2 separate regions of the Mus musculus genome follow, and region 1 is linked to region 2. Evidence: chromatin contacts called from public Hi-C data. All regions are on one chromosome and are shown on one strand. Each heading gives the region's core, a stretch centred on a gene start, on an enhancer-like site or on the middle of the called end of the contact. The rest is flanking DNA. Distances are from core to core; before and after follow the strand shown. Region 1 holds the start of Numbl (numb-like). Region 2 holds the start of Calm3 (calmodulin 3).

Region 1 (5,482 bases), core at 160-2,659, about 10 Mb after region 2:
CACCGGCTGCGCCCACCGCCTGAGGAGACCTATGCTCTACACCGCAAGCTAGCTGGGGCTTTCTTAGCCTGTGCCCGTCTCCACGCCCACATCGCCTGCCGGGACCTCTTCCAAGATACCTACCACCGCTACTGGGCCAGTCGCCAGACACTGCCGCTGCCAGCAGCCTCCTGACTAGGGACCTCCCTGCCGACCCCACCATGACAGATTCCATCCAGGGATACCAGCTCCACAGCAGGCAGTCCCCTCCTCCTCTTTCTTGGTCTCCAGAACCTAGTTTCTTGCCTTGGATCTTTGGGCCCCTGGAGTTAGCTCCCTGATCCTAAGTGAGCAACCTTGAATTCTGAGGCTAGGAGCCAGCAGAATCCTGCCACCATCTAAGTGAGCCTTGGGTCCACTCTCATGTGAAGGAGACGCCCCTCGGCCCCAGGTCTTCCAGGATCTGCAGGGGAGATGGTGGCTGTTGGGGGCGGTCCTCACCTTTGCCTCCCTTGCTCCTCTACCAGCTGCCTTCTTCCCGGGTTCCAGCCTGTGTATTGGAGGGTGGGGGTGGGTGCTGATCCTTTCCTCCGAATAAAGGCACCCTTTCCCTGCCCCCAGTTCTTTTCTCTCTGTGCTAAGGGGGAGGAGCTCACAGGCAGCTCCAGGTGCAGATGGCCAGACCCCCCACCCCACCCCCTTGTCTAGGGCCATCTGTTGCAGGGAACCTCCTCCGCCCCCCCCCCCACGTGCTGACCACCTGCTCCAAGGGCTGTGGCAGCTGAGAAGTACCCTTCTATCACATACTCGCCCCCCCCCCCACCCCCCAGCTTCAGGCTCCCTCCTGTTCCTGACAACCTCGCCTTTGCTAATGGGCCCTAATGCCCCTAACAGCTGCTCTGCCAAACCTACAGGACAGGGGTAGGGGTGCAGCTGAGTCCAGAACTAGGACCTGGTCTAACCCAATGCCCACTTCTCGCAAGCCAGAGTGATCTCCCTCCAGGACTCCAGGGTCTGTTTCTTTTCCTTCCCCTCCTCTCCCCTCCCCTCGCCTGCAAAAAGTGCCTCGTCACCGCTTCTGCCCGCCCCCGCCGGGCTGGGAGAACCGTGGGGTTAAGCAAGATTTGAGGACGAGGCGCCTCCCAAAGCAATTCTTCAGAAGCAGAACCATAGGGGATCTGAGGTCAGGGGTTATGGAAGCAAATAGAACCTGCGCCTCAACCTGAGAGGCACTCCTCTAGGGATGCGTGCAGGTTCCCGCAAGGCCAGACCAAGGGGCGGGGCGGGCCGGCCTTTGCTTGGGAGGAGACCCGGTAGTGTTTATGTGGGGGCGTGGTCTGCGGGAGGGCGGGGTTATCTTTTGCATATACAGCAGGCGGCGGGCCAATGGGCGGGGTCGGGGCGGGGCGCCGAGGGAGGGATGCTCCCCCGCCCCCGGAACGGAATCCTCCCGGGAGCCGAGCTGGCTCGCGCGCTTGCATCCCGCACCAGCCGCCGGCCCCGGGCCGGGCCCGCGTCAGACCGAGCCGCCGCCACCACAGCAGCAGCAGCACTCGGGAAGCCGGGCCCAACCGGGGCCGCGGGAGGCGGGGGCGCCCGGGCCCTGGATGTCCCGCAGCGCGGCGGCCAGCGTGAGAAGGGCGGGCTCGGGGGGCTCGGGCCGGGGGCGGCGCCGCTGCTGATGTGGCGAAGGGTGGGAGGCGGCAGCAGCGCCCGGATGGAGAGAAGATGCCAAGGCTGGAAAGGGTGGTCCTGGGTGGGGGTCCGGGAACAGGTTCCTGGCAATCCCAAACCTGCCAGACTGGGGTCTGGTCCAGCACAGGCCATCTCTGCGAAGGCCCTGAAAATAGGGATCCTGGAATACAGATTCCCCCCAAATCATGGACAGGGCTACATAAATTCTAGGTAAAACTCCCTGGGCAAGGTTTGGCGTTCAGGGTCCGGATACGGTCCCCTTTATCAAGCTGAGGCCTTAACTGAGCCGATTCCAGACAAAATCAGTACTCTTCCCTGCTAGAGGGTTTCTTTGAGCACAACAGCCCCCTGGGCGATGTCTTGAAGATGAAGTCCCTGGATAGAGCTGCCAAGGCTAAGGCTCTGGGGGATGGGGGGGCGGTTTCCAAGTACTGTCTACTCCCTGGGGTCCTGGATCCAGCCTGTCCCCCCAAGCCCTTGGGCGGTGTCCCAGGCAAATCCCCTTCTCAGAACAAGGTCTCTGTGTCTGAAACTCCACCCCAGCGTGAATAAAATAAGGAGAATTTCAGGCATTCCCCTACCCCACCTCCACCCCATGCTTAGTCAGGGGTCTCAAGACATTGGTCTCCTAGGCCACCCCTTTTGTCCCTAGGGCTGCTCAGCGTCTAAGAGAGGCCCCACCCGGAGACAATGCTCAGCTTTCCCTTGCCCCCCAGGCTCCAGGATTCAGCCTGGGCTGGGGGCGGCTCCCCAGAGACGGGTGGAAACCTGTCTGTAGCCTCTGTGGTGACCAGCGGCTTTGTGTGGTTGTGTGTGTGTGTGTGTGTGTGTGTGTGTGTGTAAGGGTTGGGGATGTGGCTAGAAGTGTGATCTGGTGTTTGTGTGACTGTAGCTGTGTGTGTGCTTGCATTACAGCTGGCAAGGATGAGGTATCCTGCGTTGTCTGCCTGCATGCTTGTGGTTGGATGTGGTGATGTCTGGTGTGTGTGTGTGTGTGTGTGTGTGTGTGACCGTGGATGTGATGGCAGCCGTTCACTGTTCAGACTCCTGTACTTTTTAGACTGTGTTTAAATAGATATGCATATGTCTTTTTGTGAGACCCTGTGTGTATGTACCTTGGTATGTGTCAACATCTGTGTTGGGTTTGAGGTTGGACTTCTGTGTGGCTGACTGAAGATGTGGGTGGAGCTGTAACTGTGTGTAAGTAGAATTGTGACTCTGACCATGTGTGACACAATGTTGTGCTTATGTCTGATTTTTGTACTGTGTTCATTGCGACTCTGGGTGTGCGACTGCCATTGTATTTGAAGTCACATCGTGCCTGTGGGGCTGGACCTCTGGGAAGGCAGTGTATATGACGGTGGTTGTGTGTTCCTTGCCATGTCTGTGTATGTGACTGGGGTTGCATAAGTGACTGTCCACCTAGCCGTGTGACACCGAGTGTGCACTACAGCCTCCTGTGTGTGATTTGAGTTGCGAATCTGACTTCTCTGAAACTCTAGTCTATTACAAAAGATTAATTGTGTGGGACTCAAGCTGTGGATGTTGCCTGTGTGCCAGGGGTGTGTATGGGATTGGCTTCTATTTCCTCTGTGTGTATGTGTGACCCACTTACCTGTTACCCTGGGTGACTCCATGCTGGTGTCCTAGACTGTGAAAGTGTGTGTGCATATGTGCCTATGTGATCTGGTGATGTCATGACTGTGCACATGGCCATGTCTGGGACCATATTTTCCTCTATAAGCAGTATAATGCTGTAAATGCTGCGTGTGGGCCATTCCGTTTATGCGTATACCCAACTGTGTACTTCTGGTGTGGGGAACTGAACGGTGTGTGTTAAGTGTCTATGGGTGAGGTTTTGAGTATTAGTGAGGCTGTGACTTTGTATATCTGTCCACGTGCCATGCTAGTGACTGATTACATGTGGCCACATTCTTGTCTATGTGACGTGAATCCTCATGGAGACTGTTTATCTGTGATAGGGTGACGTGGTAGTGCTGTGTGTGGGACACCAACGTGACAGATGGCCGGGCACCGTGGGCACTGATGCTGAGTGACGGCATACACAACTGTTTCTGGAATGTATGTGACAGTCTGAGGGCAGCCATCCTTGCTCCTCTCCCCTCCCCACTCCCCTCTTTGGCTGCTTGCATGCTATGTCTGTAATGCTCAGGCTGTGGCCATCAGCATCTGTACTGTGTAGCTGTGTATAAAGACTAGTGTATACACAAGAGTGGCTGTCACAGAGGACTATGTAATGGATATAATGACCAAATGTGTGTCACTAGTATTATGTGACGCTGAAAGTATGGCATCCAAAAAGGTGTGTTGGTGTGGCTGCCACTGTCTGAGGTTGAGTGGTCCTTGTGTATGCTGGGATGGGAGGTAGGGGTGCTTATTAAGACCAGTGTGTGCCTCAGTCCAGGTAGGCATGGGGGCATATGCAGATGACACTGTGTCACTGTGTGACCAAATCGGTGACCACTCTGGATGTGTTTCTGCTAGTGTGGCTGCCTGAGGAGACACAGCTGTCATGAAGTATAGCTGGACATGTATCAGCCTTTTGTGTGTGCCTGGCCCAAGTCATTGTACATAGTTAAGAAAATGAGTGAACAATATCAGCTGTTGGTATGTGTAGGTGTATCTGGTGGGCTGGGACGCACTACAAGCATGTGGGCAGATGGCCATCATAGAACTGTTTATGTCGGTGAACACGACGAACATGAAGGGGCCAAATGTTTAGTGGCAGTTGTACCTTGTGACCTGAGGTACATAGCTGTTATGATGTCTGTGTGGTAAAGTGTGCTGAGCTGTGACCAAGGGCCAAGGATGTCAGGAGTGTATGGCCATATGTTTGTGTATAATCCTGGACATGACACTAGAGAGCAAAGCCACTCACTTTACATTATCGCCTTGGGTGTTGAGCCCTCCCCCCTTGATCAGTGTCCCCCAACACACCTACTCCTTCCTGGGCCCTTAAAACCAGGTGGCTGGTCTCCCTGGTAACAGTTACTATGACTACCAGGGTTCCTACTAGGGAGCCTGAGATGGAGGGGGTTGGCTAAGGTCCAAGGTGGGGGTTGCATAGGGGACCAAATCCCCCGCCCCAACAAACTTCTCATCGTCTCACTCCCTTGAGCAGGGCGGACCCAGGAGACCTGATCAGCATTTGTCCCCAGCCCCCTGTGGGGCCTCGGGGCCCCCTGAAACCTTCAGGACGGAGTCAGGTGAGTGACCAGCTTGACAAAGGACAGGGGCTGCATTGTACGTGGATCATGGTCATTACTAGTGTGACCGGAGGAGCTGCCAAGCACTTCCACACAGACTTCCTTCCACCCTCGGTGACTGTCAAAGCCCCCTCAGTCACAAACACACATCCTAAACTCTCACCTACAGACACCAACAGTCCTCCTGACACAGTGATTGCGTACAGGTCAAACTCTTGCAGATACACACACGCAGAGCCTCGTACATCCCATAGATTTGCAGTCGACCTGCACACACAGATGCTCTCTCCACACACTTGTCAGAATGCATTGTCTAGCACACTTCCAGGTGCGTGAAGTAGCTGCTTATTATGCACACTAACACAGAGACACATGTTCATGTGTACATATCTAGAGACGCTCCCAGATTCACACAGGCAACCACTGGCACTCACTCCACGCCCATTCTTAGATACACACTCCAGAGATATACTTGGCCAGATAAGATAGCGCAGCCCTATAAACCCAGCACTTGGAAGGCTGAGGCGTGAGGATCGGGAAGTCAAGTCCAGCCTTAGCTACATAGCAAGCTTGCATTCAAC
Region 2 (5,700 bases), core at 204-2,703:
TCATTTGGCACAGTGAGGAGAAGCAGGTGCATGAAGCTGGAGGAGAAAGGCAGCCCTCCTAGCCTGGAAGGGACAATGAGGGGGCCAAGCTTCCTGGCTTAGCCATCATTTGATGCACCCCAAACTTTGACCCCAGTCCTGTATCATGCAGCTTCAGTGCGCAATAGGGCCCTGAACAACTCCGCCCACCTGCTCCCACTGCCTCAGTGCCTTCAGCCTGGCCCAGCCCCATTCTTGCCAAGGCAAAGGGAGCACACAGCTACTCCTTCAGGTCCTCTGCTGCAGCCCATGACCAAGCCCGAGTCATCAGCCTTTGTGTCGGGACCTTTCCCCGGAGACACCCACCTCTAAACCTAGTCCTACCTCAGCCACCATTCATTGTCTCCTACACTTCTCTAGAAGGCTGTCCAACCTCACCCCCACCACCCAAACTCAAGTCCTTCCCTAGCCCTCACCTTGGAAACCCCGTTTTTTCTCTGACCCAAACAAAACACGCCTTACAAACCCCAACCTCTCTTTCTAGTGCAACAACCTAGACCTCAGAATCCTTCCTAGCTACCCCCAACCAAGTTCTCCACAAGGCTCCCTGGTTCCCCACACTACCCGTGATCACATCCCCACTCCTTTAAAAACATTTCTGCGACCCCCAACTCTCCTCAGTCCCCTTCTGGGTCCTCACAGGCTCCAAGAGCATCTTCTAGCCTCTGCTGCCACCCACCTCGGGCTCCTCCTTACCTCAGCCTGCACCTGACCCTTCTCCTCTTCCTCCTCCTCTTGGCAATGCTTGTCCTTGGAGACCCCTCCCCCACCGGGGTCTACAGTGCACAAGTGACCCAGGATCCCCATCTATCCTCTCTGCAGAACACTCCCTAGGAACCGACCGGTCCCCCTCTCCGCTACCCACAGCCACCCCTCTAGGAGCAGCCTCCTGCATTCCTCCAGGACCCAAAGCCTTCATCGCCGGCGTTTCCTATTTCCTCCTCCCGGGGACCGGGTAGATGTGATTCTAAAACCAATCGCCCGGAGAGGGATCCGAATGCTGCCTGGGAGGTGGCGGGGGTGGGGATGTCCTGGAGCTCCTCATTTGAAGCCTCAGACTGTCTGTTTGGGGGTCCTACCAATTCCATCTGCTGCTAAAACCGCTTCTAGAAGTCCCAAGGGCCGCATGGGAGGTCCCGAGGGGCCCGGCCTCTCCCTCCCAGGGTTCGCTCGCCATCTCCGGGATGGGGGGGTCTCCACCCGACTTCAGCCGCCTCACTCACCATGGCGAGGCACCGGTATCCGGAGCTCGGGGATCGAGGTTACTCTGGCGGCGGCAGCAGCTGCAGCAGCTCGAGCTCCGCCGCGCGTCCGCGCCTCCACACTCTTTGCCCGCAGCGCGCGCCACCGCCGCCGCCGCCCGCCCCAACGGTCCCTCAACGGCCGCCGCGCGCGCCCCGCCTCGCCCGGCCCCGCCCCAGACGGCTCGCGCGCTCCCGCTGCACTGCGGCTTCCTACGGATCCCTTCGCGTCAGGCTCGTGCGGCTCGCCCCTTCCACAGAGCCCAGCGAATCTGCTGCCGCACGGGCACGCGCACGCGCGTTCCCCACCGCGGGGACTACTTTCGCTCTCGGCGCTCTCGGCCCCTTGCATCCGCTCCGCTTTCCTCTCTGGCGGAAGGGCACCGGTTTACGGAGAGTGACACGTCTCTGTGTGAGCCACGCCGCTATTGGACCCGCCTCGTGGCGGAAATGAGAACGCAACTCCGATTGGTCCGGCCTTCCCTGCAATGCGTCAAACTGGGGCGAGCCACCGCGCGGTGTGCGGGGGGCAGCACGACCTGTGTGGCTCTGTGGAGCCGCGAGGAATAGAGGGGCTAAGACGGAAACAGGGTGGATGTTGGAGAAGCAAATACGTTGTCTCTATGGCTCGGAAATAAAAATGGGTTGGGGGAAGAAGCAGAAGGACTTTCTTCTCTCTCCCTTTGAGCAGATACAAGATGGTTTAATCCAAAATCGTGGGGTCTAGGAGCCTGGCCTGAACCGGCTCTTCACAGTGGTTGGCTCTTCAAGGTTCCGCTGGTCTCCTGAAGGTTCCACCCTCTACGCGTACAATTTGCTGGGATGGCTGAGTGGGTGAAGGCGCTTGCAGGCAAGCTAGAAACTGTGAGTTCGATCACCGGAACTCACGTGGTGGTTTGGAGAACAGACTTCCACAAAGAATTGTCCTCGGACTTCCACATGCGCGCTGTATAAATAAGTTCAAACAAACAAACAAACACAAATCTAAAACACGCACAAAAGCAACATGTGGGGATCTGGACTTGACTCTTGATCTCAGGATCTGTACCCAGAACAATCTCTGGATGCAGAATGTTTTCATTCATTCATTCATTCATTCACTCATTCAGCCAATTAAACATGAATTGGGCACTGCTGTCTGCACAGATCTGGTGCCGGGCTGTGCTGGTGACATCACACTTCTCAACCATTCTCTTGTCACCTAGACAGTGTGACTCACTTCTTATTCTAGGGATTCCAGGCACAGAAAGAAAAAGAACTGTTGCTAAGGGCACCTGAGACAACTGTATTGTATACCATAGTGTATATACTGTACATTACTGTACAGAGCCCTCGTATAGGATGGGAGTTGGCATTTTCTTCCTTCCTTTATTTATTTATTTATTTATTTATTTATTTATTTATTGAGACTGTGTAGCCCTGAGCCCTGGTTGGCCTTCAGAATCAAAGGCATGCATCGACACTCCAGGGCAAGAACTGACAGAGAAGGGGGGTGGGGGGAGAGAGAGAGAGAGAGAACTTCTAGGGTCAGAAAACTTTTTTTTTTTTTTTTTGGTGGGGAGGGAGAGACTGGGAGAATATAGTCTTTCTGTAAATGCCGCCTGTGGACATCTCTTAAATCTGCTCTCAGGAAAGAAAATGTGTCTAGTGCAGAAGGAAATAAAACTGATAGAGCAGAGGCAGAGAGGAGGGAGGATCTTGTTGACATTGGTTTAAATGTCTGCAACCTGTAAACTGAGATTTACAACCTGTAGGTCTTGACCCCCTTGTGGCTTGCATATCAGATATCTTGCATATCAGATATTTACATAATGACTCATAACAGTAGCAAAATTACAGGTTTGAACTAGTAATCAAACAATTTTTTAAAAGATTTTTATTTATTTATTACACACAGTGCTCTGTCTGCATGTATGCCTGCAGGCCAGAAGAAGGCACCAGATCCCATTACAGATGGTTGTGAGCCACCATGTGGGTGCTGGGAATTGAACTCAGGACCTCCAGAAGAGCAGTCAGTGCTCTTAATCTCAGAACAGTATCTCCAGCCCACAATGAAATAATTTTATGATTTGGAGTCCCCAGTACTTGTATGGGGTTTTTGCAGCATTAGGAAAGTTGAGAACCACAGACTTAATGACATTAAAATGTGTTCTCTCTTTTTTTGAGTCAGGGTATCTTAGTTTGGTTTCTATTTCTGTAATAGAGGCCATTTCTAAAACCAGCTTGGGGGAAGAAAGGGTCTGTCTTAGTCAGGGTTTCTATTCCTGCACAAACGTCATGACCAAGAAGCAAGTTGGGGAGGAAAGGGTTTATTCGGCTTACACTTCCATACTGCTGTTCATCACCAAAGGAAGTCAGGACTGGAACTCAAGCAGGTCAGGAAGCAGGAGCTGATGCAGAAGCCATGGAGGGATGTTCTTTACTGGCTTGCTTCCCCTGGCTTGCTCAGCCTGCTCTCTTATAGAACCCAAGACTACCAGCCCAGAGATGGCACCACCCACAATGGGCCCTCCACCCTTGATCACTAATTGAGAAAATGCCTTACAGCTGGATTTCAAAGAGGCATTTTTCTCAAGGAAGGCACCTTTCTCTGTAATAACTCCAGCTTGTGTCAAGTTGACACCCAAAGCCAGCCAGTAGAAGTCTGTTTAGCTTACAGGCTACAGTCCTTTGCTTTTGTTTTTGTTGTTTTGTTTTTTTGAGACAGGGTTTCTCTGTGTAGCCCTGGCTGTCCTGGAACTCAATTTGTAGACCAGGCTGGCCTCGAACTCAGAAATCTGCCTGCCTCTGCCTCCCCAGTGCTGGGATTAAAGGTGTGTGCCACCACGCCTGGCTTGCTAAAGTTCTTCTTGAAGGAAAGGCAGGGCAGGAACTCAGGGCAGGAACCAGGAGGTAAGAGCTGAAGCAGAGACCATGGAGGACCCCTGCTCCCTGCTTGCTCCTTATGGCTTGCTCAGCCTGCCTTCTTAGGGCGTTCTGAACCACTTGCTCACACAGATCATCAATCCAGGAGACTCCCCAAACGCTTGCTCACAGGCCAATCTGATAGGGGGATTTTCTCAATTGAGGTTCCCTTTCTCAGATGAATCTAGCTTGTGTCAAGTTGCAATAAAACTAACCTGTACACAGGGTCTTACTATGTAGCCCGGGCTAGTCTTGATTCTCCTGCCTCAGCTTCCTCAGTGTTGGGATTGCAAGCACATACCATTAGTGTATAACTCTTTTTTAAAATTTTATTTATAAGCTGGGCGTGGTGGCACACACCTTTTTTTTTAAAATTTATTTATTATATGTAAGTACACTGTAGCTGTCTTCAGACACTCCAGAAGAGGGCATCAGATCTCATTACAGATGATTGTGAGCCACCACGTGGTTGCTGGGATTTGAACTGGGGACCTTCGGAAGAGCAGTAGGCACTCTTAACCACTGAGCCATCTTGCCAGCCCCCGGCACACACCTTTAATCCCAGCACTCGGGAGGCAGAAGCAGGCGGATTTCTGAGTTCGAGGCCAGCCTGGTCTACAGAGTGAGTTCCAGGACAGCCAGGGCTATACAGAGAAATGCTGTCTCGAAAAACCAAAAAAAAAAAAAATTATTTTATTTATATGAATACACTATAGCTGTCTTCAGACACACCAGAAGAGGGCAGCAGATCCCACTTCAGATGGTTGTGAGCCACTATGTGGTTGCTGGGAATTGGACTCAGGACCTCTGGAAGAGCAGTCAGTGCTCTTAATTGCTGAACCATCTCTCCAGCCCTGTGTATAACTCTTTTAAAGGTTTTTTTGTTTGTTTGTTTGTTTTTTATTTTTTGGACCCAAGCTTAAGTATCCCAGGCTAGCTCCGAACTCACAATGTACCAAGGATGATCGTAGTCCTCTTACCCTTCTGCTTCCACTAAATGTATGCTAAGATTGTAGGTGTGCCGCCACCATGCCGGCTTTGATCAGTGCTAGGGCTGAGCTCAGGACCCTCTGCATGCCAGGCAAACCCTCTGCCAAGGCAGTCACACTCCAGCTAAGCATTCAAGCACTACCCTGAGCTGCCAGTCTTTGGAAGACCTTATGAGGGATCCCAGGGCCAGCCTACATTGTGTTTCTCTCTGATACTCTGTTCTCCCCATCTTCCAGAATAATTGCTGGGTTTTGTTAGCTGAGTTGCCATTCAAAATAAGAGCAACATTTCCAAGTGACCTGCCAGTTAGGTGTGATTAACTAAATTCTACTGAAGAAGATAAGTGGAAATTATATGTTCAATTCCAGGGTTATACCTTTAAAAGGGATTGTGCTAGGTTTTTTGGTTTTGTTTTTTGTTGTTGTTTTTGTTTTTGTTTTGTTTTTTCTTGTTTTGTTTTGTTTTGTTTTTTGAGACAGGGTTCCTCTGTAGCCCTGGCTGTCCTGGAGCTTGCTTTGTAGACCAG

Evidence for each region. A called contact is a pair of places that touch in the nucleus more often than the background predicts.
Region 1: a contact with region 2 is called in a Hi-C map of B cells, with 5 read pairs. The contact joins the promoter of Numbl here to the promoter of Calm3 in region 2. A contact is called at or near these places in 1 of 39 promoter capture datasets (cranial neural crest) and 1 of 484 Hi-C or Micro-C datasets (B cells).

The regions. Positions count from the first base shown.
Region 1 is chr7:27,257,352-27,262,833 of GRCm38.p6, forward strand. It overlaps Numbl (numb-like), which reads left to right and starts at 1,410. Exons shown (of 10, transcript NM_010950.2): 1 at 1,410-1,610; 2 at 4,817-4,901. The coding sequence starts at 1,587. It overlaps Coq8b (coenzyme Q8B), which reads left to right. Exons shown (of 15, transcript NM_133770.2): 15 at 1-598. The coding sequence ends at 174.
Region 2 is chr7:16,922,579-16,928,278 of GRCm38.p6, forward strand. Calm3 (calmodulin 3) reads right to left here and starts at 1,454. Exons shown (of 6, transcript NM_007590.3): 1 at 1,263-1,454. The coding sequence starts at 1,265. Gm45972 (predicted gene, 45972) reads left to right here. Exons shown (of 3, transcript NR_165470.1): 3 at 862-1,940.